2 separate regions of the Danio rerio genome follow, and region 2 is linked to region 1. Evidence: chromatin contacts called from public Micro-C data. All regions are on one chromosome and are shown on one strand. The core of a region is the stretch at or near the end of the contact, and the rest is flanking DNA. Distances in the headings are between cores, read along the strand shown.

Region 1 (5,932 bases), core at 2,231-4,730:
GACCTATTGCCCACTGAAGGAGCCATGACAGATTATATCTAGGTGCAGTGAGAAGATTACACCCTGAAGATCGAAGCGATTGAGATGGAACGCAAGGCAAAAGTAAATCAGCAAGGAGCAAGGCCATTGAGTAATTTAAAGTCAGGCAGAAGAATTTTATAAATAATGTGAGATGACAGGTATAGCCAGTGAAGGTTAAATCAGACAATGGTGGTGTGAGCAGATCACTTAGTCGGGGTTATTATTCTTGCAGTGGAATTTTGAATGTATGTAAGAGAGAAACTGAGTGCACTAAAAAAAAACATTGAAGTAGTCAGTCTGCAGTGTAATAATAGGTTGCACTAATGATGCATCTTTGGGTTATATGGCGAAGGTGAAAAAATGCCATTTTGAAAAGTGTATTAAAGTAAGATTCCAGAGTCAGTGAAAGATCAAGAGTGATCCCCAAATTACAAACAGTGGCTGATGGGAAAAATGTTGTAGAATCAAGATTAAAGCAGAGAAGTCTTTAACTCATTGACACACAGTTAGCGATGTGGTTTGATGGATAGAATCTGAATGGCAAGCAGTATATACTGTATGTACAATATCACAGGAGTATAAGTGAATTGAGTATGGTGGGAGGCGTGTCCCACCAGTGACGATATACAGCTATATCTCAGAGATTTCCCAGTATTTCTTGCAATCAGTTGCAATCAGGAGATCACAATAAATAACCCTGAAAAATGCCAAAGCAAAGCAAACATACCAGAAACACTACTAGATTACTATGGTACAAATACAGCACTACAACCAGTTTTTGTTGGGCTTGTTGAAAGTCTCTTTACAGTCCAATGTTAATGATTACAGAATATGATCTGTATGTGTTTATATGTATTTTTATATTCTGGGTAAGGCGTACAACTAAAAAATGTTCACCCAATTAAATATTGCCGGGCCGACAATAATTTCCCGGAATTACTCCCATAATTCAGATGAGTAGCTCAAATTGTGTCAACAAATGCAGATTTGGGCTTTTGCGCATCTCTGTTCACGCATATCATTAGCGTGTGCATGCCTGCATGAGCGCAGCGCGTTCACGACACATACACATTAGACATATGCTGAATTAAATTTTTTAAACTCCTGAATCAATATTGGAGTTACTTTTGCATGACGGAGGAAGGTCTGAGACTGCATTATGTCTGCAGCCAGACTCTGTTGGTGATTTAAGGAGGCATAGCTTTGAAACATTCCCTCCCCTCCCGTCCAAAGCTAATATGCTAACCGATTAGCATTTTGGCAGATCACCTACTGCACCTTTGAGCTACTTGAAAATGTATCTCTCTCCCTCTGTCATCTTTCCATCAAGCAAATTTCTCGTGTTAGCCTAATTTGTTGGCAATGTCAGCGACCAGACCAAGAGGTGGCAGTAACACATCAAAAAGTTTGTTGTCGACCACCGAAAAACAGGTAGGAGTCATTCTCTCCATCATATGGATCAGCTAGACACCGGCCTCACAGCTCAGTGAATGTAGGTGCCATCACTTATTGATCCATGATGGGTAAATGTATTTTGTGGACGCTACTTCGCTACTTGACAAAAAATAGCTTCCCTACTCAATAGCTATTTGATTTAGAAAGTAGCGATGCTACCTCCACGCTACTGAGAAATGTAGTTAGGCTAGAAGCGTCACTAATTGTACTGCCCAACACTGACTACAACATACAAAAGAGAGCGATCGACTTAGAAAGTCACTTATCAGTTTAATAACGATTTAATCAGCTGTAGTTTAACATTACTATTACTGACACTATTTTCCTCCTTTAGGGGGTTATTATGCGGTCTCTGTCGCCATCTTGTGGTGGAACGCTAATCGTCTTTGCTCAATATGACAGGCTGATGGACTGATGGATTAAATATTTAATATAGGCACTATCCTTATAAATAAACTGCATAGTGGCAATCTAAACAACTACAATCTTGCCTAAAAAGCCTCAAAAGTGCATTATGTTGTCCAACAGCTGCAATATTTGTCAAACTGTTGTGAGTTTATTGATCTGCTGGCACTCTATATGGGAGGAATAATACACGAGGGTGAGGAGGCTGTTATTGCAGAATATCAGCCAATCAGATTCAAGAACCAGACAGAACTGTTGTATAAATCTGATTATCATCAGCATGACAATGTAAACCATGATGATAAATAATATATTCAAGAGGCGTCCTAATAAACATTAATGGGCCTATAGTACAGAGCCCTGGGGAACACCCTGTCAAAGTAGAGCAGTATAATTGTGCATATGTAGTATTGCCCTTCAGTAAGATAGAACCAAGATAATGCAGCACCTATAGGACATCTGGCAGGACAGCAGTAACTATTGACAGACCGTATCAAATGCTGAGCTGAGGCCGAGTAACAGGAGAATGGTAAGAGATCATTGATAACCTTTATTAAAGCAGTTTCAGTACTGTGATGCTGCGAATGGAAACCATATTGAAATTTGTCAAACTAGCAAGAAAGAGACTTTTATCTTTCAACCTTTTACATTTTTATTTAAACAAATGGTCAATTTTTTGGACACAGTGGTGGTTAGCACTGTCGCCGAACATCAAGAAGGTTGCTGGTTCAAGTTCTGGCTGGGTTAGTTGGCATTTCTGTGTGTAGTTTGCATGTTCTCCCTGTGTTCGTGTGGGTCTCTCCGGGTACTCCGCTTTCCCCCACAGTCCAAAGACATGCGCTATCTGTGAATTGAATAAGCTAAATTGGCCATAGTGTATGTTTGTGGAGTGTGCATGGATGTTTCCCAGTACTGGGTTGCAGCTGGAAGGGCATCTGCTGTGAAAAACGTATGCTGGAATAGTTGACAGTTCATTCTACTGTGGTCACCCCTGATGAACAAAGGGACTAAGCCGAAGAAAAATGAATGAATTAATGGTAAATTTTTGACTTTCAACATGCAGGAATGGAGCACTGTATGAAGAAAATCATTAATACTGCTACAGAAAAAAACTATATTATCAATTTTAGATACTAGATGATAGAGACAACCACCAGTCAATCCGATCAAACATTTGAAATGGCAAAAAAACTATTCCTAGTGTTCTCCCAAATGCTAGTCTGTCTGTGTTCTGCTGCCCTCTTTAGGCATTAGGATGCCATTATTCTCAATGACTCCTGACAGGTACTCAATATTACGTAAATGAAGAATCATCTAGCTGCAATATTCACGTGTCAGCAGAAAAGTTTTGATGACCAAAACTCATTAACAAAGATCAACTAAAGCATTTTATCAGGCTTTAAAATACATAATTACAAAATTAAACGTGGCACTATCACACGTTTTTTTTGTATTAATAATAATTAATGTGACTCATTTTGACTCACACAGCGTCTACAGGACCGCCAGTTCCCCGTGGTCATTGTTTGAAGGCTCCTCCAACAGTCTCAGTGGGAGATGTTTGTTCAAATCTCACGCATCTTTGCTCCAGTTTCCTCACTGCGAGAGCAGCCGCACGCTGATAAACACGCGCGAATTTAAAGCTCTGCGACATAAACTCGCCACATGCTGCAACAAATCTGACATACCTTTGAAATTAAGCAACAGCTTCTGGATTATCGGAGTTGTCGGAGAAGTTATGCTATTTTCCCAGACCGTCGCAACGGCTTCAAAATGAACCCTCATTGCGCGCGCTGTGGAAAAATCGTCTACGCAACAGAGAAAGTGAACTGCCTGGATAAGGTACATTCTCTTTTCTTAAAAACATATTAAGTGATGTGTATCCCAATATTTTATAAACATCTATCCCTATCATATATGATAACTCGTTGGATTAAGCTTTCACTGTTTTACAGTATTGGCACAAAGGATGCTTCCATTGTGAGGTGTGTAAAATGACTCTCAACATGAACAACTACAAGGGATATGAGAAGAAGCCCTACTGCAACGCGTATGTTGACAAACATTGTAGTTTATTAATTATGTTTGTTGGAATTTTCTGTCTAATGGAAATTGTTGACACTGTTTTAGCCTACCTATAACCTGCAATGTTTTTTATTTTCACTTGAATACACTATAATTATTGACATTGATGGTTCCACATACAGCCTTTTATAACAATGGCACATTTTCATGCTGCAAAACATTGTGTAAATGATAATTTTAGATTATATAAATGTCAAATAAATTTTTATGCTAGGTTAACAAAGGTTCTGTGGGAAACTAAAATTGGTTCTTTGCTGCAAAAACCTTGTGTTTAATGTCTCATCTCCTTTCTCCATAAAGGCACTACCCAAAACAGACCTTTACTATAGTGGCAGACACTCCTGAAAACCTTCGACTGAGACAGCAAAGTGAGCTCCAAAGTCAGGTAAGATCACTTCTTCACACACATTGCAACCACATGATGAAGGAATATTTTGAGAATAATCTTTAAAATTTGAAGTTGGCATATCCCGGGTAGGAATGTTATTTGTTGCTGGTATAGACATTTTAAGGGGAAAATCGTGAGACAATTGCTCTTGTTTTTATCCGAGCGAGTGTTTTGTTTGCCAGAGAGGGACTGGGTGTGATACTTTGAGGTCAGCATGGAGAAAAGCAAGGCAGCTGTCGGCTCTGTGGTGCACTGGCTGATCCCCTTGGTGTCTCCACCTGGCATCACAAAAGATGCTGCCAAGTCCATTCTGAAGCCGACCTAATGCTGGCATGATGACAAAAAAAACTATTTTTCTTAAGGATCGGTCAGCATGCTTCAAAAATGTTTTGCGCACTTGACTACACAACATTGTACCTATTGCAGGAACTACTTCTCATATTTAGTGTTTCTTTAAGACTGCTTTATGCTCACCAAGGCTGCAATCCACATAAAAAATAGATATCTTAAAATAAACTTAATTTCATCGTGATACTTTAAGCTGAAAAACCATATCAGCCAAGTGATGAAATGTTTTTCTTTTTTTTTCAGGTGAAATACAGGAAGGATTTTGAACAGAGCAAGGGACGGGGCCTCAAATTTGTCCTGGATACTCCTGAGCTACAGAGACTGAGGAAGGCCCAGGATCAGATCAGTAATGTATGCTTAATAATTCAGGAAAAAAAAAGATGTAGCTAAATGGAAGTGTTGGGGGGTGGGGGTGGGGGGATAAAATGAACATTTAATTACTTATTTAATTTATGTTTAATTAGTTAGCTGTGGTTTTTAGGTATTCAAACTGGAGCAGGGACCCACAGAGGGCCACAAGTTTTAGGGATCTGAGGAAAGTCTGGAGAAAAAGCATAAAAATTATGCAAATAAACATAATATAAATATATAAAAATGTAAAATAATAAATATTAAGATAAAAACTGATACATAAATTACATTAATGAATAATAAACAACTTGATTTATCACAATACAATACTAGAAAAGCGAGTAATGTCATACACACTTCATATTTTCAAAATAATATTGTAAAACAATATTCTTCCAAGCACAATGACAATGATGGTCTTCCCAAGAGTAGAAAGACTAATATTGTTAAATATTACATGTGAATACTGTAACATAAACTGAAATGTATTCAATTTCAACAGCATTAATCCTTCAGAAATCATACTAACATGTGCACGAAACGTGTGGCGTCTCTCTTCTTTTTACAGGCGAAATATCATAAGGACTTTGAGGTGTCAGGTCTGCAAGGGGTCACTCAGGGAATGCGTGGGACGTACGCGGTGCGATCTCAGATGACGCCGAACAATGAAACTGTGGCTAACAGCACACACAAGGCTGTACATCAGTACATTATGGAGATGGACCGAAGACCTGGTGTTATCGTGGGTAAGTTCTCTACTCACACATCGTCACCTTAGAATTGTCAGGTTCTATCTGACATTTTTGTCAAAATTGAGCTATTGACATAATCTTATTAAATGTCAACTTATTTACATTATGGGTTGTTTTTTAAAGTTTT
Region 2 (5,932 bases), core at 2,378-4,877, 61 kb before region 1:
ACAATGTGTCATCATTTACTTACGACTGTGTCCTTTCAAACATGTTTCTTCAGTGGAACACAAGTGAAGATATTTTGAGGAATGTTTTATTGCTATAGCCTATAATATGAAAGTGACAGAGATTCAGAACAACATGGTTCCCTACTAACTTTTAACATCTAAACCACTTAGTCATCAAAATATCTTGATTTGCATTTTGCAGAAGAAAGCTATTCAGGTTTGGAATAAGTAAGTGATCAAACATATTTATTTCTTTACTTTTGGTTTCTATGCATTAGATTTATAATGCGTTCAAGGGGCTTTAAATAGAATTAATCAACGTGAAATTACCCTTATGTCATTCCAGTCTCCTAGACCCTTTATTGAACACATCCTCTGAACACAACCTACAATATTGTAGATGAAATCTGAGAGAAACCTAAAAGAGAGAAATCCAACCTTCCATATAGAGCAATATTCCAGAGATGTTAAAGTCCAAGAAGCAAATATATTGACTGAATATCAAACATACTTAATGTCAAAATATTCCATGTGACTTCAGTGGTTCAGATGTAATCGTATTAATTTCCGAAACACATTTGTGTTGGGAAAAACAAAACAAAAGAACGAAATTCAACTTGGTTTGCTCTTGTCTTCCTTTCTCTTCACCAGGTCAGGGTGCACGTTTACTACAGGCAGTACGACATATTGCCATAACAGAGTCAGAAGTGCAACACACAAGTGTTGTACTGCCTGTATTAAACGCACACCTGATCTGATGTGGCAGACATAGACGTTGTTGATTTTTAAGAAACTTTGATGTACAAAAGTGTTCTTGGAGCTTCACATGATTACAGCTGAACCATTAAAGACACATTTTGACAATGCTTTTGGTATACCTTTTTTGGACTTCAAACATATCACGACTCTTACTGTCTGGAGAATGAGAGATGTAAGGATTTTTTGGATCTAAAACATTGGTAACACTTTCGTTTTTAGGTCAATATTCATAGTAATAACTAGTGGCTTATTACCTGCCTATAATTAAGATAGTAACCGTTCATTAGTAGATAGGGCTGGACTAAAATCAACTGACCTAAAATCAAGATCTTGATTAATTGAACATTTTACTTCCATTGAACGATTATTTTATTGTTTATTTATAAATTCTTTTGTGCCTCGTGTTTCACTAACAAGTTTTGTACAGAAAATATGTTCACATCACACAAGTGAAAGATTTTAAGAGTGCATTACTTGATTCCAAAATAATTGAAAGAAACATCTATGATTGTTTACTGAACATCATAATAGAAAATATGCTGTTTCAAGGCATCTTTGGCGCAGCTTCCTATCATCGTCATTGTAGTGCATTCGTGCGACGTGAAGTTATGTTTTTCAAGAAGTGCGCAAGTATATGAGCTCGTGAAGGCTGCACTGAACCAAACCCATGCGTTCGACGGCGCGGGGTTAGGTGTCTCCACACGGAGCAGGGAAAGTAATTGAAAAAATTGATCTGGAAATATTAGATCGATTATAGGTTCTAAAAGTCAATTTCTTTTACTTTTCGATTAATCACCAGCCATATTATTTTTTATAAAGTATGATCTTATTCTGCATCCCTAATCCTTATAACTTAAATTAATAAACAGCTAATTCGTTGTTTTTTAAGCTAGTAGTGTCAGTTAATAGTTTGCCAATACCCTGAACTGTGACTTAAACTAAAGTGTTTCCAAAATATCTCACTTTGTATTCCGAAGATAAATTAAAGTGTTAGGGGATTGGAATGACATGAAGGTGGGTAATTAATAACATGATTTTCAGTTTTTTGTTTCAATTTTCATTCAATTAATATTTCAATTTTCATTTACTTCAATTTATAAAGATTCTGACATGAAGGCCCTTTAAACTTGTAAAATATTTCCCAAGCATAACATAAAACACAAAATTGTATAAAAATGTTAAGATGGATATTTTCATCTTTAGTTTATAAGTCCTGACAAAAGATTAGATTGCTGATATTTAAACACTTATAACTTAATCAGATTTCCATTGACTTCATGAGACTTCCATCCAAATGAAAAAAACACAGAGAAGAACATAGGAAGGTACATACAGCTATGCAATATATTAGGAGACTGCTAGATAATTAAGTGGATTTAACAGGTATGGCCAAGTACAATGTTGAAGATAAAAAAAAATAAAAAATAATTCCTTTCATTTACTCATACTCAAGTGAATATGAATTGTTATTTTTTTGGAGAACACAAAATACAAGATTTTCTGAAGAATGCTGGAAAAACTAGCCATTGTCATTCATAGTAACAACAATACTGTGGAAGTCAGTGGCTATACTGAGCATATTTTCCTTTGCATTAAAAAGAAGAAAGAAAATCAAACAGGTTTGGAAAAAGTTGAGGATCAGTAAATCATGGCAGAATGTTAATTTTTGAGTTAATATGTTTTACATTTTAAAAAGTTTTTTTTTCTTTTTTGAAAATCAGAGTCATTCCAGCAGATATTGATTTCACTAAGTTAGCATTGATATAAATATGATCTGATCTGTATGATCTATAAAGATCTGAAACCCTTCTCTTAATTTAAATAAAGCTACGCGTTTAAGTAAAACGTCATTTTTGTGTTATTCTGTAAAATACCGACAAGATTCCCATTTTAACCCAAAAATCTAATTTCCTGACATCTAATGAACATGAAAACAGGCTGCTTTTGTGTTTATACAATACTAATACAATTTTGTTTAATAATATGTTAAAATATATTTAAAGGTTTAAACTTGACTATATTTTACATGACTTTAATAGCCGCTATGGGAACAACACTGGATAATTTACCACGTTTGATAGCTCAATAGTAGTTTTACAAACATTATATTTAGCTTTTCTGGCATCTATTTTTTAAAAAGCAGTTTTTTGAAGTGAGTTTCGGAGCCAATACTCTTAAAACTGACATTAATCTGACAAGTTAGGCTTTGTTTACTAGTACATTCTAGTAACTGTATTTGACTTAAGTGGCTTCAAGTTGATGAGTGTGAAAGTAATAAAATAGAACCGGAAAATAGACATTTAAATTTAAAACAACATATAGAAATATCTGATATTCCATAGAAAATAAAATGTATTTGGCTTTCAATATCTGGAATGGACCTTTTAAAATGTTATAATATTCCATGAACTCTATAATCTGTGAGTACCCTGTACTAAATGCTTTTTTCTAAAATGCTTTGTCTTTTTTTTGGCCCAAATATCTGCATAAAATAACCAAATGTTCTCAAACAAGTTATTTTTATTATTGATGTTGTTATTATTACTATTATTATTATTTACAACACAATCCCGAGATTTTAAAATCAAGAGTTAAAAAAAAAAAAACTGTATTGGGTCCAATAACCCGAAGTTTCAATCAAATGGAGAATTTTCAAATGGTCTCTTAATTTTTTCAAAGCTGTATATTAACCACTATTGCTCAGCACAACACTTAAACATCGACACACTGGTCTTCCGTTGTTTTCATAATTCCAGCCAAGACCGTTGAAGGAGCAGGCAAGATTTTATCTCTGGAACAGAAGGAACTGTGCTTGAGTTTACAGTCCCTTGAGGCATCCGGAGGGAACGCTGCTTTCCTGAGGCAAAATGTGGGGTGATGCATGTTGAAGAAGAACACAGAGCAATAGGCACAGTTCTTTTGCAGTCGAGCCCTTACGTGTCTTATGGCGCAGTAAAAGCGTGTGGCGATCCGGATGGTTTGTAGCTTTTGGCTCATGCGTGATTTGGACGGAGCCTCTTCAGGTGGACGTGGCTGCAGGGAGAAGGAAGGTCAGATGCAGGCAGCTTCACAAATCACGTGGAGGTGACCAGAACTTTCTAGATAAACTCTGTAGCTTCATTTTATTACATGTTTAAGGGCTAGTTCACACAAAAATGAAAACATACAAACCATTTATTCACCCTCAAGAGATTTTTGTTCTTCTGTTGAACACAAAAGATGATATTTTAAAGAATTTTGGAAACTGGTAGCCATCAACATACATAGTAGGAAAAAATATTAATATGAAAGTCAATATTTGGACGTCTGGTTTTGGCGAGAACAAGATGGCAGCGTGATAACTTTAGCTCCCGACAACAAGATTAAAAAGAGCAAAGCAAAGAGTAATTACTTTTAAGGTACAATTATTAGTTTCTAGGAGGAAGTCGATGGCTATGACAAAATAGATACAAAACAAAAAGAAAATAGCACACAATATGGAAAACATTTATTTATTCATTCATTTTCCTTCGGCTTAGTCCCTTATTTTTTAGGGATTGCCACAGCGAAATGAACTGAAAAGTATTCTTGCATATGGTTTCCTCAGCGTATGCCCTTCGAGCCGCAACCAATACTGGGAAAAACCCACACACTCCCACATTCACACACTCACTCATACACTATGGCCAGTTTTGTTTACCCAATTGACCGACTGTATAGCACATGTGAACAAGGGGAGAACATGCACATTCAAACTCCACGCAGAAATGGCAACTGGCCCAGTCGGGACTCAAACAAGCAACCTTCCACATGAAAAACAGCAATCTAATAACACAGAGAGTGCCAGGAAGATATTGAGGTTAATCTAAACACAATATTCAAAGAAATAGAGAGATAGCAAGAAACAATTCCAAGAGCTAAAAGCGGACATCAACAAAACTAATTGGAGACTTGACGAAATGGAGGAGCGGATAACAGCAATGGAGGACTGAATGCAAACTACAGGAGGATGTAATCACGAAGATAATCAAACTGCTCGGTCAACTCGAAGCCAAACTAATTGATCAAGAAAGTCAATATCAATGTTTTCATCAAAAGACTCTAAATAGATGTATGTGCAAAACTGCAATATCACACTAGACATTTGCAAATAAAGCAGTTTCCAACCATTGAGTTAAAGGCCGCATTTACAGTGCACTGTTCAAGTGACTCAATTCCGATTTTTTTCTCCCATGTGGCACAGATCGGATATGGCCCATGTACGTGTAAGCAGGAACAAATCACATGGATTCCGATTTACTCAAATCAGATTCAGGCCTTGTTCATATGTGAAAATTTATCCGATATGAATTGGATCTGTGTTCCCGTGTCTGCAGTGTAAGCAGGTAGATCGGCAGATTTTCACCTGTCAATGCGAGTCGTGCGTCATTAAAAACCTTATCGAATGACGTCAAGTCTGACACTTTAATTTCAGAACAGACTTCAGCAGAGTCCCAAACCTTAAATCTCACACACGAGGACTTAAACAGCTTTTATATTCTCATATAGCAAAGGTACTTAAGCATGTTAACTAGAGCAAGAGTGAGTGCAATGTCCACCACATAAGTAATATAAACTAATATAAAACTAGTGCATACACTACATGCTTAATTTACCCCATGGACATTACATTAAGATGCCTGAAGGTTTAAAAACAACCTTTATATCAAAATAAGATGGACAAATGAGAACCTTTCTGTAAACTATAGTAAAACAGCTTGTCAAAAGCTGCGAACATATTACATAGAGGAATAGAGAAAACAGCACATTTTAATTATCAGCTGTTAGTCAGCGACCGCTCTTTTTTTCTCCTGGTCATTGCGTCTTTGTCGTGTTCTGTGAATTTGCAGACGATCTGATCAGAGTCACTTTTAAAAGATGATGTAGGCAAGTCATCAAAAAAAAAAATTTGGATACAGTCACAAAATCGAAATTGACCACCAAGATCTGCAGTGTAAATGCAGTCAAAGTAAACTAAATCATCACTTCCTGATAAACCTGCACTAAACATCGAAAAGAAAAAAGGGGTTTGCTGTGATAGAAGTTACCGTGAGCCATGTTTCACACATAATAAATTACTTCTCCCTGAAAGGATCGTTGGAAGCACAAACACTTAACAACAAACCACTTTGATGATGGACTTTGGCTAAGGGAT

What was found. A called contact is a pair of places that touch in the nucleus more often than the background predicts.
Region 2: a contact with region 1 is called in a Micro-C map of caudal fin, with 2.4 times the contacts expected there. The contact joins the enhancer-like site here to the promoter of nebl in region 1. A contact is called at or near these places in 2 of 18 Hi-C or Micro-C datasets (caudal fin and skeletal muscle).

What each region holds. Positions count from the first base shown.
Region 1 is chr2:24,302,836-24,308,767 of GRCz12tu, reverse strand. nebl (nebulette) reads left to right here and starts at 3,480. Exons shown (of 7, transcript NM_001013571.2): 1 at 3,480-3,723; 2 at 3,837-3,931; 3 at 4,267-4,351; 4 at 4,946-5,053; 5 at 5,622-5,799. The coding sequence starts at 3,655.
Region 2 is chr2:24,363,531-24,369,462 of GRCz12tu, reverse strand. The region is part of intron 6 of pip4k2ab (phosphatidylinositol-5-phosphate 4-kinase, type II, alpha b); the gene reads right to left. Among named protein-coding and RNA genes, the nearest start is that of bmi1b, 27 kb to the left of the region's middle. Within about 2 kb of position 3,627, at least 1 of the 62 cell types and tissues checked has an H3K27ac peak or open chromatin away from gene starts, as enhancers often do. A contact at or near this core is called in caudal fin, where this site is marked.